Regions from separate parts of the Hermetia illucens genome. Here region 2 is linked to region 1. A link is a contact called in public Hi-C data. All regions are on one chromosome and are shown on one strand. The core of a region is the stretch at or near the end of the contact, and the rest is flanking DNA. Distances in the headings are between cores, read along the strand shown. Region 1 holds the start of LOC119659251 (calcium uptake protein 3, mitochondrial). Region 2 holds the start of LOC119660586 (GATA zinc finger domain-containing protein 11).

Evidence for each region. Hi-C and Micro-C count contacts between places; a contact is called where the count stands out from the background.
Region 2: a Hi-C map of whole body shows a contact between it and region 1, with 5 times the contacts expected there. The contact joins the promoter of LOC119660586 here to the promoter of LOC119659251 in region 1. A contact is called at or near these places in 2 of 2 Hi-C or Micro-C datasets (an unstated tissue and whole body).

What each region holds. Positions count from the first base shown.
Region 1 is chr6:67,209,204-67,214,227 of iHerIll2.2.curated.20191125, reverse strand. It overlaps LOC119659251 (calcium uptake protein 3, mitochondrial), which reads left to right and starts at 1,983. Exons shown (of 11, transcript XM_038067237.1): 1 at 1,983-2,323. The coding sequence starts at 2,108.
Region 2 is chr6:67,753,360-67,758,436 of iHerIll2.2.curated.20191125, reverse strand. It overlaps LOC119660586 (GATA zinc finger domain-containing protein 11), which reads left to right and starts at 1,856. Exons shown (of 6, transcript XM_038069255.1): 1 at 1,856-1,984; 2 at 4,095-4,272.

The DNA.
Region 1 (5,024 bases), core at 734-3,233:
CTGTAAATAGAAGCATGCTCCAAGGTTGCACCATCTCTCCGGTGCTCTGGTTAATAGTAATGAACGAAATTTTACGAATATTGGAGAGCAACGAAGTGAAGGTGGTGGCGTATGCCGACGATTTGGTGATATTAGTGTCAGGGGTGCTGTCGTCTATTATGAACAATATCATGAAAGGAGCGCAACGCTGTGCCTGTGGTCCGCAAGATGTGGACTCGGCATAAATCTAACTAAACTGATGCCATTCACCACTTGAATGAACAAAGATTGGTTCTTTCCTCTAATGTAAAGTATCTGGGTGTAACTCTGGATCCAAAGCTAAATTGGAGATTGAACATAGAACTGAGGGTTTAGAAGGCCTGGATAGCCTTTTATGCCTGCAAGACAAACTTTGCAAAGGAATGGGGTCACCGGCCGAGAATGGTTCTCTGGATGTACACCGTTGTAGTGCGTCCGATCCTAACTGCAGCTGCTCTATTGTATGGTGGCAGGCCTTGAGCAAAAAATACAATAGGATTCAAAGAACCACGTGTGCAAGAGGAGAGCGTCACGAGAAAGTTTGCTGTGGACTTTCCAATCAGGGCAATGTAGAAGACCGGCATCGTGTTGCAAGGTTATGACTCAGTATTCTTTACCGATGGATCAAAGAAGCTCTCTGGAGTCGGCGCAAGGGTTTTCTCTAATAGACGCAGTGTATCCGAGTCGTATGGTCTACCAGGTTTCGCTAGTGTATTCCAAGGGGAAGTACTGGCGATATTGAAAGTCTGTCGATGGCTGGAGGGAGATCCGAGCCCCAAGCGGAAGATAGCTATTTTGATCGGCAACCAAGCGGTCATCAAGGCATTGTACTCAGCGACGACATCCTCTAACCTGGTGGGACAGTGCAGAGATGCGGTGAACCGTATGGGTCACACGCTCAAGGTCACCCTCCTTTGGGTTCCCGGACAGGAACATAGAGTGGAATGAACGAACTGCCTGATTGGCCAGGCGAAGCTCTGCTCTTGGCAGCCCTTCGGTGAATATAGTCGACTTTTTGCTGGCGGCTATCAGGGGTGGAGGCAACTCGCACTACTTAGCAGCCTCGGGCCTTAGATGGCGAAGGCTTACGAGCGTTGGCGAAGCTGCGGAGGAGTCAGGCTCTGGGGACCTCGGAGAGATTTCTAGCTGCAGGATGAGAGAGCTGCTTTCCTTTGTGAAAGCTACGAACCGGCTCTGAAGATCCGAGCCGACTGGACTCTGCTTCCCTGCTCTCACAATAGCAGTCACGGTCTTAGACAGCAAGAACTACGACGAAAACAAGAAAGGGAGAGAACCATAATGAGCCGCAGTTAAAAGCTGATCCAGCCCCACGACCCAATACTTTATAGGAGTTCCGTGGGGAGAGTGGAATGAGAAGGAGGTGGTTTTAGTGAGTAGAAGTCTCACATAGCTGCATGGCAGGAACCAGCAGTACGTTTTGAACCTTTCCACCTTCCAACCCAGAGGAAAAAAGACACAGTTTTACACAAAACCTTAAAAAGCATCCATCCTGGAGTTCGGTAATATTTGTACGATGGAATATTTTATATTCTTAGCTATGTATGACTTGGAAAACGTGCATAGAAAGCGCCTCACATAAGGTGAATATAAAACTAGTTTCAGATATCCCGATTTATTTATTGAGTTATGTGGTCTTAACCATTATTTCTTGAGAATTATCTAATATAACTTTCTATATAATATGTTAGTACGGGAACCATTTCTCCTCCTCCCATATTGCGTGCATTTCTCATGCCCACACATTTCGTTGGACTATTTAATCCGAATCACGTTACTCTCTAATTCCACTTGGTTCAAATTCCATACCACTATCACGAAAATCAGCTGTTCGGTTACGTCATCATTAGAATGTTATTTTCGAACCGGGGCTAAGCACGTGGTCTCTCTGCACCTGCTGCACATCGCTCATATTCGAAGTTGCGCTCATTTTCGAACATCAGTCTCTCTAGAGCTCTCTGTCTCTCTACGGTCTATTCCCCGCCGCGGGTGACCGGGCCGATGCTAATTTCGCGCACCTGATTCACGCTGAACTGACTCACGCCAAAAATAGAAAAGTTCCCCAACAAGAATGGCGTCCGTCGGTCAACTGTCAAATCGTGGTCGCGTTCTTTTCCGAAGTTTCCGGGGTTCCGTGCGGAATTACACGCAATGGCGCGGCGCAAAACAATTACCGAAAGATAGCGGCAAGTGTGCAGTGTTGGTAGCCGGCGGCCTGGTCGCGTTTTCCATAGTGAATTACACAAATTCCAAGCCCCACCAGGCGCTCAATGTGAAGAAAATCAAGGTAAGTAGGGGATGGGGCGACGGATGGTATAGAGCCGTCTCGCTCTGGCTTAGCAGTAAGATGTAAACAATCCGAATGTGTCAAGTGTAAACGACCGGACCGTGACAGTCAGCTGATCGCTAGTGTAACGTATTTTGGTGCATTTTGTGAATTTGGTTTTGTTTACGAAAATGATTTGAATCTTTTTGGTGTCATTCATTTGCTTGAAAAGAAAATTTTATTCTGCCGAGAATGAATGAACGCGAAACTTAAATGAACGAACTTTCAAGGCGAAGGTTGTCAAGCCTTTTCCTTGGAATTAGCGGCTTAGAACAAACATTTCCGCGTACATTTTGCAAACTTCATTGACGCATGGAAATATTTCGTAGTCATGTTTGTGGTTTTGGATTTGGGATAGTACGTTCCGTCTACGTTCATAAAGAACAGTCAGGTGAAGCCGGAACTAGCGATGATGATATATGTAAATCATTTTGATTAATTGGCGATTGCCTTGGTTGTTATTACGCCACTTTTTATGAGTGGTGCAGTCCTATTTTTCTGGCAAAAAACGCATGCCATCTCTACGATATTCTTCGTTACCTCGTCAGCCCGACATGACAGGACATTATCGACCTTCTACTTGCCTCCTTCTTCAAATTCAGGGCCATTTGTTCAAGGTCCAGAACTCGGTAGTTTAGTTTACTGGGGGGAGCCGCAGCTCCGAGCACTCAGGCCATTGTTCGGCCCATTGTACTATCCCCGTAAATAGCCTATTCAATGATCTCCCGCGTGCGTTCTTCGCAGGCTTTAGCGAATCTGAGAACATTCTCCAGAGGCAGAGAGTGTTCAGATTCTTCATTGAAGCAAACCTTGCCAAGGTGTCTTCGTCTGAGATCTGAGGATGCCGGGCACGTGCATAAAAAGTGCAGGCCCATCTCCTCCTCCTCATATTGGCTGCACATAGCCGAAACCACTACCCCGATCTTTTCCATATGTAGTTTAAGGAGCAGTGTCCCGTTAAAAGCCCTACTAGGGTTTTCATGTCCCACTTCTTAGGCTCTTTCACAAAGATTATCGTTTGCCGGCAAGAGTGCAAATTTCTCCACTCGGTTGCGTGAATCTTTATAATTTCACCCTTCAGGGTAGACTTGACAGTAGATGGTCGGATTCCAAGAGCTGGTTCTGGCCCCACCATTGTGGATCCAGACCCTCGGCGAGCCAGTCTGTTAACCTCCTCATTACCGGCGATGTTAGAGTGCCCCGGCATCCACATCAGGAATGTTTGGTTCAGTCGACTAAGATTCAGCAGCACCTGATGACAACTCCACACCTGATATGCCGTTGTCATTTAGTGCTGATAATGCCGCCCGACTCTCGGAACAGATTCGAATGGCGCGACCCCTCCATTTTTGTCGCAGACATTCTTCTGCTGCCAATGAAATGGCATATATCTCCGCCTGGAATATGGTCGTAATTTTTCCGAGGGGTCGGGCCAGTTCTATAATCGGATTCTCCGAGAATACCCCTACGCCCGATCCATCCTCCATGACTGACCCGTCGGTGAAGATTATTAGGTCTGTAATCTGAAAAGACTCATCGCCACTTGTGGACCATTCTTCTCTTTCGGTGATTACGACAGTGTATATCTTTTCAAAGACGAATCTGGAAGCCATATGATCGGTCGGCATTAGGGCTACCGGATGTTTTTCAAGGAATTTCCAGACGCATGACCGTGTGATTTGCAGCCTTTCTACGCCCCAATGGTATAGAGCCTATGTGCGTCGATGGCTGATTTCCGTTTCACCTCCAAGTGAATGGGGGGTAAATTTGGGATAGCTTCAAGTGCCGCAGCCGGCGTAGTACTCATTGCTCCAGTAATACTTAGGCAACCAAGTCTCTGAATCTGAGTTAGCAGCTTTCTGCTATTAGCAAAGTTCAGTTTTGGCCACCAGACGATGCATAATAATAATCGTTGGCGCAACAATCCATATTGGATCAGGGCCTTGAAGTGTGTTAGAGCACTTTATTCAAGACCGCAACGGTACACTAGGAGGCAATGTGGTCAGCATTGCGCTCGCCCGAGATTATTACCTGATTTGACTCAGGTACTCATTCACAGCTGAGTCGACTGGTATCCGGAACCGTGACCTTCCGTACGATAGCTTTGTGCTTTAACCACTCAGCTATCCGGACACGATGCATGCATACATCAAAATGGGTGTTATTATGGAAGTACACATCCAGTATACCTGTTTTGGTGAAAGTCCCCAGGTCTTACCTATCGCATTCCTACAGCACCAGAGCAATCTCCAGGATTTCTGGTATTGTTCCTGGATATGATGCTTCCACGTTAACTTGGAGTCGAAATGCATTCCTAAGTACTTGACTGTTTGTGCCTGCTGGATTTCCGCCCCTGCTGAGGTGGATAGCGTATAGCTGCCTCACCTGACGTTCCTAGTGAACATAGCTAGTCCAGTCTTCCTAGCGTTCACCGTGAGTTCATTGCGGAGGCACCAGCTGTGGATTTCACGCAGAGTTGCATTCAAGCGGTCACATACTGTGTCCGCAAACTTCCCGGTAATTATTACGGCTAGGTCGTCCGCAAATGCTTAGACGCGCTTAGACTTTTTTGTCCTGCAAGAGCCCAGCAGGGTATCCATTACCAAGTGCCATAACAGCGGAGAGAGAACCCCTCCCTGTGAGCAACCCCTGAGACATCCTG
Region 2 (5,077 bases), core at 607-3,106, 540 kb before region 1:
TATAATAGTTGCAGCAGCGACATGTCAGCACACAGCCGAGATGCAATCTCATGATTGATTTGAGATGGAATTCCCGGAGTTGCTGGAGATGCATAGAGCCTGGGAGTACCTGTTCTACCTACAGTGCGGCATGGTGTTATTGATGCCGTCGCCCCTGATCCTATCGGCTCTTGGTCACCAGTTTCCCCGACGACCCTAAGTCGAACACACTCCCTGATGGTGGCCGGGATTGAGTCGCTGCGAGTAATACTGGATTGCGAGTCGCTGCACAGTCACGTACGCGAATTGCGGGAAACGCTCGATGAATCTCTGGTGCAACAAGGGGTGATAAGATGTTGTACGCGAGCCTGCCATTATTTCGTAGTAGGAGCGGATCATAAAGGGGTTCATTTGTTTCTCCTCCATCCGCTGCTTACGCGAGCCTGCTGAAGTGGTCGCCACAGGCTATGGCGAACAGCTGTAGCAGGCGGGGCAACACTTTTGGACGCCGTGCTGTTAATTACGAGAGCCCGACCCAGTCACCAAGTCAGATGATTCCTGCGGGTTATTTGCATCGGACCCTAAGTTTCTCTTTCTTCTCGTAGATGGATTTTCATTTTATACCTAACTGCAGGTGTGGTGATAGCTCCTTTTTGCAAATGTAAAAAAAAGTCATTTTGAGAAAAACGCGTTTGAGAATAAAATTGTTTGCAAAGTCGCCTTTTGAAGATGAAAGCATTTCTCACTCTTAATTAGAAATAAAATGCAATTACAACAAATGCAAATATACTCGTAAAACGCACTGACGCCAAGCATTTATAAATACGTTATTTACATAGCGCTACAAGATTACGTAAGGGCATAAAAGGGCTAACTTCTGGGCGCTCGTACCTGAGCCTGTACCTGATAGTCCTCATGAAATCTAAAGGAACGCAAATTTCGCTTTGAAATTTCTGCAGCATATTTTGGGTTAGCTCAATTGACGATCCAAAAAAACGATTCAAAAAACCTCCTAAGGCGTTTACCATTCTAATTGCTAAAAAAAATTATGGATACTGAAATCAAGGCATTAATAAAAACAATGCAACGAAAACTGCAAAGATGCTTACTCAGCTCGAAAGCACGTACACCGGGATTCCCCGGAGATGCCATGATTTCCGGAATCATTCAATGATTGCCCACCGCTAGCAGTTCCGTTTTCATCTGAAGACTGTCCGCAAAAATGCAAGCTCCAAAGTCCGCAGCACCATCACGACTGCTTCTTAGAATCAATAAAGCGTGGTCGTTACGAATAAACATTTTGTCAACTTCCGCTTCGCACCCGTCAGCGTGCTCGCCTTGTGGTTCCAATCCTCCGGGAAGAAGGTCACGTAGTCCACGAATCGTGAGCACAACAAGTTTCATCACATTGCGGCCAGTAACGTCACTCGCTTGGCAAAAATTCGGAAAGTGGGTGACGAATCGACCGAACGCCGCCAGTAATTATCGCCAGCCACCCAGCACCGTGCGAATATTCGAAAACAAGTTTCGCGTGACTTCCATGCCCGCCGCGCGACGTACGCTTCTACGCCGGCTTACATCACGAGTAGCGAGCCTCCTCGCGCAACATGTTGCACAGAGCGGAGGTGCAAACCCGATGCTTCGATCCACTGCACTCGGCTGCAGCTCGTTGCACAAGTGCATATCGGGGTCAACAACCGGGCGCGCGATGCACCGAGCGCTTCTCAAACCCACACCGCCTGCGTCACATCCAACTTCCCCTCCGTGTGCAGGGATTCTTATCAAATCGATGACGCGCTGTGGCGTCCCAATTGGGAGACAAGTCGGGCAGTCGGAGACCGGCACAGCGATAAGAAAATGCCACTCAGTCCGTTCTCGGCAACCATTGAGGTTGTACGCGATTGATTGTACGTGGGGTCTGTGCCGGAGACGCTTCGCGCTGACGCTCACGTCGACGACACTGTCGAAGTTGCGGTAACTGAACGGAGATTTTCGCGAGATTACGGTTGGTGGAGTTTTCCTCTCGATTTTGACGGGGGTTGGGGCTCCCGTGGGGTAGCTGCGAATGCGAAACTTGGTGGCGATTTTCATTCAGCTCAGTCGCACGGCGATCTGAGACTCAAACCGATCGGTATCAAGCGGGAACGCGACCAAGCCGGGAAGTCGGGATACCTCCAAGGACTTTGAATTCGTGACGAAAATCTTAGCCAGCGTTTTTTGCAATAATTCCGAATGTTTCGATAGAGCTCGTTGCAGTTGGGACAGTCTTGGGATTGGGGAATTATTTCCTTTTCCGTTAACGGACCGGCGTTGCTGCGACTCTGCGGGAATTGAAAAATCGTGTCCTTCACGCGAAATCTCACTCAACCATTTAGGATATGCGAGGGATATTCGGGGGACGTGATCCTTAGCTGGAAGTCCAGGTGGCGGGTTCCTTCTACGCCGAAATTGGATCCGAATTGCGCAACAGCCACACGTGGAGGGTGTTCTCCAGAGCGAACGCCGGTCGTTCACCTGCCAATCAAACGTATCTCTGTTTGGCCACTCGGCAATTCGCACTTGTTATGAGTTTGATAATTTCGTAATCAGCCAAGAGACCTGTACTTTCGGCAGAGCGTTCACCTTTTTCTGTTTTGAGTGCTTTCAGGGGAGGCCTAGGACGTCGCACGTAGTAGGTTACGGCCCAAGTCCAGGAGCCCTGTTTGGCTGAAGGAATACTTGCGGCAGAGTTGTTGGTTTGGCAGCCCAGTAAGGCTGCTTCCCAGGCGGATAGTAAGGTCAGGAAATTCCAAAAGGACATTTTTCAATTCAAAGTGGATTGTCTGAGCATTTTCCGGGTTTCATGGATTTTTTTTTCGTCTCGCAGCATTTGGGGTGTAAGAGCTGGATCTTGTCTGCTGAACTAGGATTCATTCTGCCAACTCTGTTTAGTGTCCTGGATTTCCCGTTGCTTCGATACTGACGGAGTTCGCAGTTTTCTTTTTGAGCCGCAGACCTGTTTGATGTTGAGAAGTGGAAGCGTTTCTTCTATGCATTTGCATATTTCTGAATAAGGACAAGTTCCCGAAGAGTCCTTGGTAGGCCAGCTGTTTCTTCTAGGTCTGTAGAAGCCCCGCGACTAATTTGGAGGATCCGAAGGGAGTCCAACTTCCCGTACTTGAAAATTTTTCGATAGAATTTTTTCTTCTATATCTGAGGGTCCTGCTGGGACTGATGAAATGTATTCGGTTTTTGAATAGATTGAGGAGTGGACCGCCAGCATCATAGCAGCTGACACTAGTGACAGGACTCAGCTCCACAAGTACGGAGAAATCCCCGGTTTATTTGCAACCTTCACTTCCCTTTCCTCAAACATTTTTCCAGGGCCTTCCGTGGGGTGGACACCCCAGTCATCCGCAATTTTCGAACTTCTGCACAGCCGTACCTGGAGGAAGATCAGAAATCGAAAGTGGGTGGTGAAACCACGATGTCGCGAAAACGTCGCCGCCGATGGTAGTCCGACAAATCTGGGACATCCGCGGAAGATAGAAATCGCGACAAATGTCGCTTTCGTTGCAAATTTCCCATTGAGTTTTCCTGATCGGCGACTGGGACGAGGTTTTCCGCGAGCAGAACGTTGCAGTTGCCGGTCGGATGCGTGCGACACACCGCACCGGTCCACGGCCAGTGCAGCAGCCAGTGTTGGGCGGCCGTTCGCCCGTCAAGTGCGTTTTGGGCCAAGCGTCGGAGCGAGCGTGTGTGGAAAAGGTTCTTCAGTGCGTGCTTGATTGCGTGCGTAAGCGGACGAGATCGTTGGACGGAAACTAAAAGAGGACGAAGTGACACGATTTGCGAGCGACTGACAAAAAAGTGCCCCCACCACGCTACCACCCCAACCCCGAAAATCAGACCGCGAGAAAACAGAAAAATTACCCGAACGGCCGGTTGCCCCCTCGCGCGCAGAACGACTCAAAAAAGTGAGTGAGTGTCCGCGCGGAAATCTCAGACGGTCGACGTCTTCGCGAAATCTGCAGTTTTTCTTTTTCCGTTCGATTTTCTTTTTTTCAGTTTTCCTCTTTTCCGTCCGTTTTTCAACTCTCATTTTTGCCACTCAAGCGAATTGTTTTATGTAACAGGATCACGTTGAAAAAGTGCAAGAGAAAGTTATGCAAAAAACGGTGTCGAGAAATCCTGAGAAAATCAGTTGAAAATTGAAAAAAAAGTGAAAAATAGTTGAAAATCAAAAAAATATGAATGAAAAGTGCACGGAAGAACTTCCGAGGCCAGCGGAGGATGCTGCAATCGAGAAATTATGTAAAGTGTCGTTCCCCCCCGCCAATGTGTGTTGATATTGAGTGAGTGTTGCCAAAAATTCCAAAGTATACCTGCGGGACCAGCCGTGACAGGCATTTTGTCCAGTCTCTCAAACAAACAATATGAAATCATGCAATAGCCCCGAGAAAGCCATAAAACCAAGAAAACCACCGGTCGCGGGCGCACGACCGCTTTTTGCTGCGCCTCCCATCAGCGAAATGATCTTTTTCTTTCAACGGACCAGATTTGGCTTTTTTCCACTGTATCAATCCCGAGGAATTCTGCGATAGCTTTCTGCTGTTCTATTGCAAAAAACCGACCATTTCTGTAAGTTACACTTTTTATTGTTTGGAGCGTTGCAAAAAGAACCAAAAATTTCCAAGAATGAATAGTAGACGATCCAGAATTCGGAGGTCTTCACGACGAGGCGCTAGACATCTCCACATAACGCTACTAGTGCCGAACTATGCATGTGGCCCATGTCGTTTAGGTTTATCTGCGCGAATTTTTTTGCGAAAAACTTTAACCCAAAACACCAACAAGTTTAGATTTGTCTGAAAGGTAGTCATGCGAGTTTATGAATCGGCTTTTTACCAATACCAGTTCGCCAGGTTACGTAGATAGTTTAGAAGACACGAAGCTTTTAAGGTTTTTCTTGTTTTTTGCTAAGAAAGTTGGTTACCCTGCAGGCGATTGGTTTGTTTAGAAGGCAGAGGAGTCAGTGGGCCAATTGATGGCTAAAAGGTGTGAAATTAAGTTCCGCGTAACATTGAAGGGTGTTTTGGATAGTGAATGCGAAGTACCT